2 separate regions of the Danio rerio genome follow, and region 1 is linked to region 2. The links are chromatin contacts, called in public Hi-C maps. All regions are on one chromosome and are shown on one strand. Each heading gives the region's core, a stretch centred on a gene start, on an enhancer-like site or on the middle of the called end of the contact. The rest is flanking DNA. Distances are from core to core; before and after follow the strand shown. Region 1 overlaps prdm16 (PR domain containing 16). Region 2 holds the start of prdm16 (PR domain containing 16).

Region 1 (5,558 bases), core at 162-2,661, 280 kb after region 2:
ACACTGTTTCCTTGCTTGTTGAGAAAAAAGTGGCTGTGTTTCAAACAATCGCAGGAGGCTACAATTCGTTTGTGTATTATGATAAGGCAAGGCAGGGAAGGCGAAGTCTAGTCCCGAGCCCCCTCAACAGTTTATTTTGCGTTAAGCAGCAACAACAGTATAAGCAAACGTCACAGAAGAGGCTGGATGAAAACTCAAGAACACCCCCCTTTTGTATACGTGGTGTTAAAACGTTGTTTGAGATACCTGTGACAATCTTATATTTTGACTACACTTAAATAATGCAGATCTGTCACCATCCTGATTATGGACGCTTAGGTTTACTTCACTAAATTGCAATTAAATCCTAATCTAATCATGATTAACTAAATATAGTTGGAAAGGTCATATTTTACTGTGGTATTATTTGTGGTAACATTCTTTAAACATAATATTACAGTCTAAACATGAAGCAATAATGTGTGGTTCATACTTCCTGCGTGGCTCCAAAACGATTGATTGTTCAAACTGAATGTTATTTACAACTCTATTACCTGTTATTCACAGCCTATGTGAGTCTGTTCACTAAAGTAGACTTCATTCACAGGCGCGCCCGCCCTCTCTGTGGTAACAGCTCACGGTCAGTTCACATCACGTGTGGTTTCGAGCCGCTAATACATCATTACATGAAGACAGAAATACAATTTTTGGATGAATTATACCTTATAAATACAGTTTGTGACACTTTTAACACTATTTGGAGGTGTCCACGTTGCTGAGCAATGTATGTAAAACAATGGGAAGACGTGTGCGGCCGCCTTCGCTTCTCTCCTGACCTTGAAAATATGATTGGCAGAATCGTAGAAACGCTGGATTAAGATCGTCTTGGGGGTCACATCAAGATCGAGAATCCAATCAGCTCTAATGTATAGTTTGTCTAAGTGATGTATACAAACTATATAGTATACTGTGAGCAGGGATACAATCAGCCAGCGCAGTCGTAGCTCCATAGTCAAAGGCGACATTTTGTGTCTGCCGGTTCGTTTACTTGCTGGAGTTCAAAATTCTGGCTCAGATCAAAGCAATCTAAATAAAATAAAATAAAATAAAATAAAATAAAATCTGAATTTAATTAAATTAAAATCAAAATTAAATCAAAAGTAAGTTAAATTAAATTAAATAAAAAATAAGAAAAATAAAATAAAGATAAAAATTAAGATAAAAATAAAATCAAAATTAAATTAAATTGAATTAAATTAAATTAAATTAAAATAAGCAACCGTGCCTTTTTTAGAGTGTAGGCCCTTCAGCTGAACGTTCTGAATACCAAGTTTATTTGTGAATATGATTGAGTTTGGGACGTGATGCTGTGGATTTTTTGGCCTGCGTCAGTGCATATGTGTGTGTGCTGCACTTCAGGAAATCCTGCTGTGCACAGGCGCCCTCTATTGCCAAAGCCCAGTGTGTGTGTGCTGGATTGGTCATGGGTACTGCTCCACTACGTCTTCTGCAGCATAAAAAAGCACTATACTAAAGCAATGTGCCATAAAAAGCCAAATATGCAGTGCGTTGAGTAAACAAAGTACATCTCCATCCCTCTCTCTGGTTCTGTTGCATGAATTGTCGCCGGCATATTCAGTTTTGTGCTGCGATATATCATATCTGGGATGTTTAATGGACTTGTAGTAAGCCAGATACCAAAACAAACAAGCCATGGTGGACCAGCGGACTTTGTTTGGAACAAAGACAAAGAAGAGGATGTTTTGGATAAAAGTTGCACGTCTAAGCAGCGTTACGCTCCGAAATCTGTTTAGACAACTGCTGAATGTTTGGCTTTCCCCCGCTGCGCCCTGAAAACGATACAGTGAATGTGGCTCTTACAAATTAGCCCCCCTTAGCTACCATTCAACACTTTCTGATCTCAATGAAGCCGCCTGACAACTCCACAGCCTGCACTCGTGTCAGGAGATGCGCGTCTTCTTTTCTCTCTATGGTGATGCTCAGCAATTTTTTTAAAAATGTGAAAAAAATACAAAGAATTTCTGGAGAATGGAAATAAGTATGTTGTTTGGGAAACCCTGTGTGTGTGTGTGTGTGTGTGTGTGTATGTGTGTGTGTGTGTGTGTGTGTATAAACATATTGTTTGTTTTTAATAATAACAAAAACATTTTTATATCTTGTAAAATGAGACGAATATGCATAACTAATGCAGTCGTAAAGATTTGATCGCAATTTTCTGTCTATATAGAATTGTACTATATATAAAAATATTTATTATTATTATTATTATTATTATTATTATTATTATTATTGTTATTATTTACATACATATTGTTATTGTTATTATTATTGTTTACATATGTATTATTATTTTTATTATTATTATTATTTTTATTAATATTATTATTATTTAATTACATATTGTTATTGTTATTATTATTTAACATTATTATTATTATTGTTTACATATGTATTATTATTATTGTTGTTGTTGTTGTTGTTATTCATTTATTTACTTATTATTATTATTTGTTATTTATTATTGCAATAATTAAAATTATTGCATAATTATCATTATACAAATTCACTATATATATATAAATGTATTATACATTTAAATTATTATAATTTATTATTTTATTATTATTAATATTTATGTATAAATGTATTATTATGATTATTGTTGTTGTTGTTGTTGTTGTTGTTGTTGTTTTAATAATTATTATTATTATTTATCCATTTACTTATGTATTAATATTATTAAATATTATTATTTTTATTATTATTATTTACATATGTATTATTATTTACGTATATTATTATTATTATTATTATTATTATTATTTATCAATTTACTTGTTTATTATGATTATTAATAATGTTATTATTAATAATAATATTCCATTCACTTATGTATTAATATTATTATTTATTATTATTGTTAATATTTTATTAATATAATTTACATATGCATTATTATTATTATTATTATTATTATTATTATTTATCCATTTACTTATGTATTAATATTATTATTTATTATTATTGTTGATATTATTATTATTATTATTATTATTAGTTACATACATATTATTTACATATATATTATTGTTATTATTATCATTAATTATATTTATTTATTTACAAATTTATAATTGTTTTTTATTTACATATGTATTATTATTATTATTATTTATTTTATTTTATTTTTTGGGCTGTGTAATATTCTGTGTTATCCTAATTTTTCTGTGTATTATCCTGTGTATATTCTAATTTACAGTGTTTTTAGTACACCATTTTTTTTTTCTTCCTTTGGTACAGACTGTTTTAGCTTTAATTCTTTGCTGCAAAGATTTATGTCTGAAACGCTGTGAAGGAATGAGCGGTTGCACTGATACCTTCACACTCAGCCTCTATAAGTGAGGGTTACAAATGCTCTTAAACGAAAGAGGAAATTGAGAGTTTAAATCGTCGCTGGATTTTTTTCTTTCTCTGTCTATCCAGGAGCAGTATTATATTGCGAGATGCAGGTCTGTTTCGGCGCGAGAGGAGATTGAGAGGCGTGAGAAAGCCATGTGAATTTCTGCCCCCTCGCATAAAAGAACCTCTCTTTTATCAGCTCAACAGCAAACCCGCTGATATTTCACTGTTTCTCCAACGCACACGCTGTCCCTGCCAAATCCTCTTTATTTCCCCATCTTTTCCCTTGTCTACCAAAAGTCGCTTCAGATGTCCCACGCTCTCGAATCAAGAGATGCTCGTTCGTGTTTTTGCAATGTTATTGTGATATCGAAGCGCTGTTGAGTCGCGGTCCAAATTTGTGGTTAGCTCAAGCTGGTTCTTCTTAGTTTTGGGGAAGTGTACAAGTGAGCGTGAGGGAGGGGAGTTTTGTGCACAGGGGTCACTAAAGGTTTTGTTAACCCCTTAACCACAATAACGTACGTCTGCAAACTAGCGAATTGATTCCAATTCAAACTGCAAGCCGAGTCATTTGGTTTGTGGTCTGGAACATACACTCACACACACACACACACACACACACACATTAAGTGACTGGGGAATTGTTGCATAGGCTTGCATCTGACACAGGAATGCATTATTTATATGTTAGCGATGTTAGCGCGGCCGCTCCAACACGTGTAACTCGTTCAGACGCTAGTAAAATTAGATATGTGAGAATGTTGTGATGAGCCTGACAGATATTACTGAGATTTACAGTGCATGTGCTTCTGAGAGAACGGTAGCAGACGGCGGAGTTAAATGAACTGATACATCTGTGTTAGATATATCTGCATATCCCAGCAGCCCCTGCAGCTGCCGGGCGTCTGATAGAGTGATAGGCGGAAATCAGACACAGTGAAATAAGCTGTAAGCACGCTGAGCACATTGGCAGGTCTGTCACATGCTTGTACTTACACATATGGAAATCTGGTGCCGTGACCCAGATCTGGTGGCAGTCTGTGTTCCAGATATTGCTGGACTGGAAGCAAACTTACTTAAAATGTAGGGACAAACAGTTTAAAAATGTTGTAAAAGTTATATTGGTTTTCCATTTATTATAATTTTTTTAAGAAAATCAAAAATACCCATATGGAAATTTGGTCCAGTGACCCGTATCTGGTCACAATCTGTGTTCCGAAGCAAACTTTCTAAAAATGTAGGGACATTTTTGATGACTGTTAATGACTTACGTAAGTTGTTGTTTGATAAAAATTTGGTTGTCCATTTATTATTATTATTAATATATTTACTATATATTTATATATTAAATCTGGTGCCGTGACCCGGATCTGGTCGCAATTTGTGTTCCAGATATTACTACACTGGAAGTAAACTTACTTAAAATGTAGGGACATTGTTGATGACTGTTAATAATTTTTTTAAATGTTGTAAAATTAAATTGTTTTTCCATTTAATAATTCTATTTTTATTTTTAAGAAAATCAAAAATACACGTATATAGATATGGTGCCGTGACCCGGATCTGATCGCAAACTGTTTTTCAGATATTACTGGACTAGAAGCGAACTTACTTAAAATGTAGGGACATTGTTGATGACTGTTAATAACTTTTTATGTTGTAAAATTAAATTGTTTATCCTTTTATTTTTATTCTTAAGAAAATCAAAAATACATGTATATAACTCTGGTGCCGTGACCCGGATTTGATTGCAATCTGTGTTCCAGATATTACTGCACTGGAAGCAAACGTACTTAAAATATACGGACATTGTTGAGGACTGATAATGATTTTAAATAAGTTGTCGTAAAATATATATATTGGTTGTCCATTTATAATTATTATTTTATTTTTAAGAAATAAAATATATATATAGTGCCGTGACCCGGATCTGGTGTCAATCTGTGTTCCGGATATTACTGGACTGGAAGCAAACGTGACATGTTTGATGACCATTGATGTTCCAACCGTTTTGTGTGTGTGTGTGTGTGTGTGTGTGTGTGTGTGTGTGTGTATATATATATATATATATATATATATATATATATATATATATATATATATATAATTTTTTTTCTGACATGAACACCTCCGTCTGCAACAAACATTTGTAAAAAACC
Region 2 (5,938 bases), core at 2,611-5,110:
AATTACCCTGCCTCACCTCTCTATACTCGAAGTGTTTACGGCAACCACCACTTTTGCCTATTTGACAATGTTTTGTTACTACAGCCATAGTACCTTTGCCAATTTTCTGACTCTCCCTCCCTCGCTCTCTCTCCATCACACACACAAGCGCGCGCGCGCGCTTTGTGTGGTAATTCGTGTGCAATGGTAAGAGAGGGAACTAGCCTGAAGCCCCGTCATCAAGAAGTTGTGTTTACTTTGCCATTACATCCACTGTATTAGCATGTAAAGATCAGAGCGTAGCCATAGTTGTCGCAACAAGTGTTTTTTTTCTCCCCGTGTATTCTGACTGTGGGCCACTGCTGGGTGGATATCATTTCACATATTGAGTGTGGTGAGATCCTATCAGTGCGTAACACATAAGCCGAGCCCTTTCCTACCATGAATAAAGATTTGGTTTCACTAGCTTTCGACGAACGTAGTCTATATAGCAATAACAACAGACACTCCCAATCTTATCCATCTATAATCTAATCGGTTTCATTTATCGGAGATTATATATATATATATATATATATATATATATATATATATATATATATATATATATATATATATATATATATAAAAATTTTCTCCCTTCCTCCCTCTCCCTGGCATATTAATGTAACTATCTATTTCATTTTAAATAGTTATACTTTTTTAATCCAATAAATTAATGGCAAAACTAGACAGTTTCGGATTTTAACGGGGTTACTGTAATCTGTCGTTCTATACAAATAAAACATTAAATATTAATGATAGTAATATTATAATAAGTTCCGTAGGGCCTATTTGTATTAAACATTAATGAAACCATTAAAGTTTGTATAAACATTTTGAAGTGTTTAATCCAACACAATGACAATGAGACAATAGGTGCCTGTATGTATTTTATTTCACTTAATAAAACCCTACTTACAACTGTAGACATATTCAAACAAATAAAATAACAGGGATTTGTTTAGTCTAGTGATTGATATACCCAACTGACAAACCTCTTTATTAAATTATTGATAAAATAAATAAATACAATATATGTTGCTGACATCAGTTCTCAAGGTGGATGTTCTGAGGCCTGGTTTACAGAACACCTCTCTTCCGGGGTTTGGGCCAGCATCCCTCCCTTCCTGCGCTAAACCACAGGAAAATGGCAACAATCTGGAAAGAAAATAGTCCAAATGCGTGGTTACATGGCCGTCACGTTTCCAGGAGCTCGTAAAAAGGCAGACGCTTAAATGACGCAGAAAACTATTCCCCAATGAGCTTGTGATGAGGAGCAACACTTTTCTTTACAACTGTAATTACAGTTAAACGCCTTTACAAAGGTGTTGGTCCTTATGAAGAAAAGAAATTGTCAAGCCCGATGCGTGAGAGATTTTCATTTGAATTAATGTGTAGTGAAAGGACAAAAACCAGCATGTTGTTTTATTGTGGAGTTGAAACAATCTGCGCGCTATAAGATAAATCAGCAGCTGAATTAGCTTTATGCAAAATTGTCTGAATGATAACAATAATAATATTGTCATAGTTTTAACCTCCATAAATTATAATTTATGCATAATGGGGAATATAATGGGCTATCATCTGTCTTATTGTTTCCCGAAGACGTAAAATAATTTCATTCACATGAATTTTATCAACAATATGTTTCGTGTCAAGCGGATATGTCTTGACAAAACGTTTAATACGGAGTCAATCAATAAACCAGTAAATGTCATTTAAGAATGGGGAGCTTAAGATTACTTCTTTAAGAAAAATAAACGGCAGGATTTTATATGAAAATGTTTAAAATTATTTCATTCATAATCAGTTTAGCCTTTTTTAATTCGCCAAAATGAAATGCGAAATTGTGACTTCATTTATAAATGAAATAGGTTGTGGAGTTTGTTTGCACAAAATGCCAGCAATCCACTGTTTAGTTCTCAGAGAAGAAAAATACGCATGAATTAAAAATGTGGTGTTGGGTTACGCGCCTTTTACGGCCTATTACATTATTATGTATATATACATCATTATCTATCATGTCTGAAACAAATAATTAAAAATAATAATAATCATTGCTTTAAACAAATTTTACAGTATTTATAAACAATAATATGCATTGGTTTTAATTTGTCAGCGGCTCAGACTTCAATATCATCTTCAATATAGTGATAAGCTCACACATTATTACCAACGGAAAAGACTGACAGCGACCCTCAAAGTGAGTGCACATGCATTACTGTTAATAGCTGCTTTAAATGCCTTGAAAGACACCTGCTCGATCCCATATTCTCCCACGGGATCTGATGACAAAATGAGATCTGTTTATTGTAGAATAATGGTCTTCTAATGACAAAGAGAAATAATACAGTTTAATGTGACTTCCCAAAAACAAAACAATAAAACAAAACCAACAATATTATTATTATTATTAATAATAATAATAATAATAGCAATAATAATAATAATAATGATAATAATAATAATAATGCCCTAATGTATAATTACAGAATGTGTCAAAAGCGCCAAAAATCAGGTTTTATTATATTTAAAAAATTAAAATAATTCAAATGCAATTTTAATGTCCAAGTTAGCGCAAAATGCTAAAACCATATTATTCCCGATAGTAACTGTCGGCGAAATTCTGACATGTATCGTTTAATAAGTCCAACATATCCGATTTTACGTGCCAACTGCAGAAAATAACTTCAGATGTTGATCCTGCTATTGGACTACCGAAGCATGGTTCTGACAGCACGCATATACAGCCTTTAAGATGACCGGTAAAATACACTGATTGAGCACATGCAAACATGATTGCAGTTCTAATGCTTACAGTAGTCTATACTTTGTTTTACGTGCAAAAAAATAATTTAACAGAATCACGTATACTTACACAAATGAATATCGGTTGCCTTGTCAAACTCTGCCGGGTTTACCTGCACATAAACAGCCTCAACGACGTATAGCGTGGTACATAACCTAATCTAGACCTAAGACTGAAAGTGCATTGTTTCAAAAGAGAGTTAAAATGCATACCTTTTCCGCCCGGATCCCACGCATGCACTCATACTGTATTTCTGCTCTTTCTCCTCACACACACACACGCACACACATACACATATACACACACGCACGCACACACACACACACACACACACACAGAAGCACGCACGCGGGAGCTGCTGGCTGTCTGAGTCTAGCGCGCGCTGACTCGGGTGGCAATAGCAACATTGAAACTGAACACACCTTTTACCTATTTATGGAGCGCACCTAAATTAATAATGTTAATAGTTTTCAGATATATAAATATAAGGCACTCGACAATACTCTTACATCAATGTCAGGGTAAGATTGTTACAATAAAATACAATATTAGAGTTATGCGCAGATGACATTCGTATATATTCTTTTTCAAATAAAACATCAATAATAATAATACTAATAACAATAATAATAACAGTAAATTACATTTTATGCATTTTTTAACGTAATTACACATATTATAACAAAGTTTTTATGCTTTAAATAGTTGCGTATTGATTGGGTGCATGAAATGCTCGTGATTACCTTGCGCGTGAGGGCTGCGACCTTGACCCCGTCCAGGATTCAATGTCCAGTGTGGTACCGGATTCCGCAGGTCCCTGAAAAATAGCACTTATTCCTCTTGGAGGGCTCAAGAAGGGGAGGTGGGGGGCGATCCGAGATGTTGCGGAGCGAGTGGAGGAGGAGGGAAAGAGATAAGTGATCTAAAGGAGACACGATAGGACAAAAAGTGATGATGATGAATACATTGGAAAGTTTTTTGGCCCTGACGAGGGTGTCAGATTGAATGGCCTGTGCGCATGTGCGAAGGTGTCCAAACTGACAATGCTCGTGAGATGAAGATAGCGCTGCTGCTGCTTCTGAGCTCAAGGAGGACGCGAGGAATCTACAAGCCGACAAGATGAGATCCAAGGCGAGGGCGAGAAAACTGGCCAAAAGTAGGTCCTTATTGCGCTTCTTTCGCTCCCGAGCGGCCGCACGGTACTTTGAACCCTTGCGCACATCACCAAAGTGTCATTTTCATTGATCAGTTCCTGCTGAGAGCGCGTCTTTGTCCGGTGCGTTTGTTTTCCAGCTCTCAGTTGCATTGAAATCGCTCAAACTCTCCGTGATCCGCGCGTCCACCCTTTAGACCAGATGCTGCCGTAGTGTGCTTGTTCAGAAGTTTCTCGTTTGTGTGATGGTGCTTTGGCTGAAATGGTCAGGAGAGCGTTTCCACGCCGCGTTGTTTCGCTCTCTTGTTTTAGCGAAGTCGAGAAACCGTAGAGAATTGTTACACGAAAGTTAGCGAAGAGTTGTCGAAAGGGATAGTAACTTTTTTATTGAGTGGTTCCAGGTCTTGTGAAATCATATTCCTGCTTGTTGAAATAGTGGGCGCTCTAGCACTGCTCATGGACCCCAGGACGCACAGAGCGAGCGTGGAGATCTCCTGAGCTTTCAGCCTGCCCACTGGATGCCATGTAGAAGAAGGAATATTAAACAAATACGGACAAATTTCACGTTTATTTTAAATTAGGAGGAATATTTGTGTTGTGAGCTCTGTCGCAGTTCGGTGTGCTTCATCTGCAAATGGCGAATCAATAATGCATAGATGTGTCATACCGAAGAAAACAGACTCAGCTATTTTGTGGACTCTTTCTGAGGCGAGGAAAAGTGTGTAAATCTCCTCTGGATTTAGCGTGATGTCTTTGCTTGTTTGTTTGTTTATTTGTTTGGCTTTCGCTTGTATTCCGACTTGTTAGCATTAGGTATGGTCTAGGAGCTAACTGTTTTCTTACCGAGTGTCCGAGGAATTGTGAGAAGTTTTGCATGCGATTATAGCTTTCAGTGCAATCTGAACATAGTTATTACTTATGCAATTAATTCTAAAAGGCTTTATTACATGTGCCAAATCGCTACATAATAATTAAACATTTAAAACGCTCTTTGAGAATTCTAACGAATTAAATAGCGAGCTATGTGATGACACAACATTTGTTTAATCTGTTTAATTTACCCAAATGTTTTTCTTAACTAAAGAAAAGCCGAGCAAGTCATATGTGGAGTTACAGCAAAAATGCGCGGTTTGATGCTCACCGCAAATGTTTCAGCGAAATTATTTAAGATGTTTACTAAAATATTAAGACATTTTAAGTGTTTTGAACAAATGTAGTTAGGCCTGGTGACCTGTTGATTCAAATTACCGTGCATCCTCAGTTTGTTTCGGGACATAAACCTGGGCCTCGATATTTTAACTTTAAAATGTCTGTTGCACATGAAACGTGTATTGCGATTACTTCCGAGAAAAGGTCAGACTGTCCTTTTTTTCTTGTTATGCTGTTGGTCAAGATTAATTCGGTTTTGGGTTGGAGGTCAATTGCACGACAGCTCTCCTAAGTGTTCAAACAATATATATAAGACTTTATTTAATTTACATTCAAAGTTGGGCTATATTAATTGCAAATATAATGGTTTCATTTTTGTGTTGGAGAATGTTGAGGGCCCTGATTTCAACCCTCAAAAACACAAGCGCTCATTAAAGTGTATTCACATAGCTTATACATTACTCACTTTCTCTTTTTTTAATCAGTGTTCTGCTCTTCCAGATTCATATTCGACATATTTACTTATGGCTACTTTCCATCCGCGTTATCATTTAGTTATAGAGTCAGCGGGTTCCCGTGTTCCAGTTCAGTTCCTCACACATGTATTATGATATTCCTATTTATCTGCATTAATTTTAAGTTATATGTTTAAGGGGGCTTACAGTAATAACAATATTATTATTAAATAATAGTTATTAAAAATATTACTAATATACAGAACGATTTATGATTTTTTAAATGTATTAATTGTTATTAAATATCATATATTTAATATTATAAATAATTTAAATGATTATTATTACTAT

The links. A called contact is a pair of places that touch in the nucleus more often than the background predicts.
Region 1: a contact with region 2 is called in a Hi-C map of fibroblasts, with 6 times the contacts expected there. The contact joins the enhancer-like site here to the promoter of prdm16 in region 2. A contact is called at or near these places in 4 of 18 Hi-C or Micro-C datasets (caudal fin, embryo, fibroblasts and 1 more) and 2 of 4 datasets of contacts at active chromatin or transcription factors (caudal fin and embryo).

The regions. Positions count from the first base shown.
Region 1 is chr8:58,107,345-58,112,902 of GRCz12tu, forward strand. All of the region lies in intron 3 of prdm16 (PR domain containing 16), which reads left to right. Among named protein-coding and RNA genes, the nearest start is that of nppal, 250 kb to the right of the region's middle. Within about 2 kb of position 1,412, at least 2 of the 62 cell types and tissues checked have an H3K27ac peak or open chromatin away from gene starts, as enhancers often do.
Region 2 is chr8:57,826,952-57,832,889 of GRCz12tu, forward strand. It overlaps prdm16 (PR domain containing 16), which reads left to right and starts at 3,861. Exons shown (of 16, transcript XM_073911182.1): 1 at 3,861-3,986. The coding sequence starts at 3,950. It overlaps LOC108190986 (a long non-coding RNA gene), which reads right to left and starts at 3,626. Exons shown (of 2, transcript XR_012384762.1): 1 at 2,900-3,626; 2 at 899-1,179.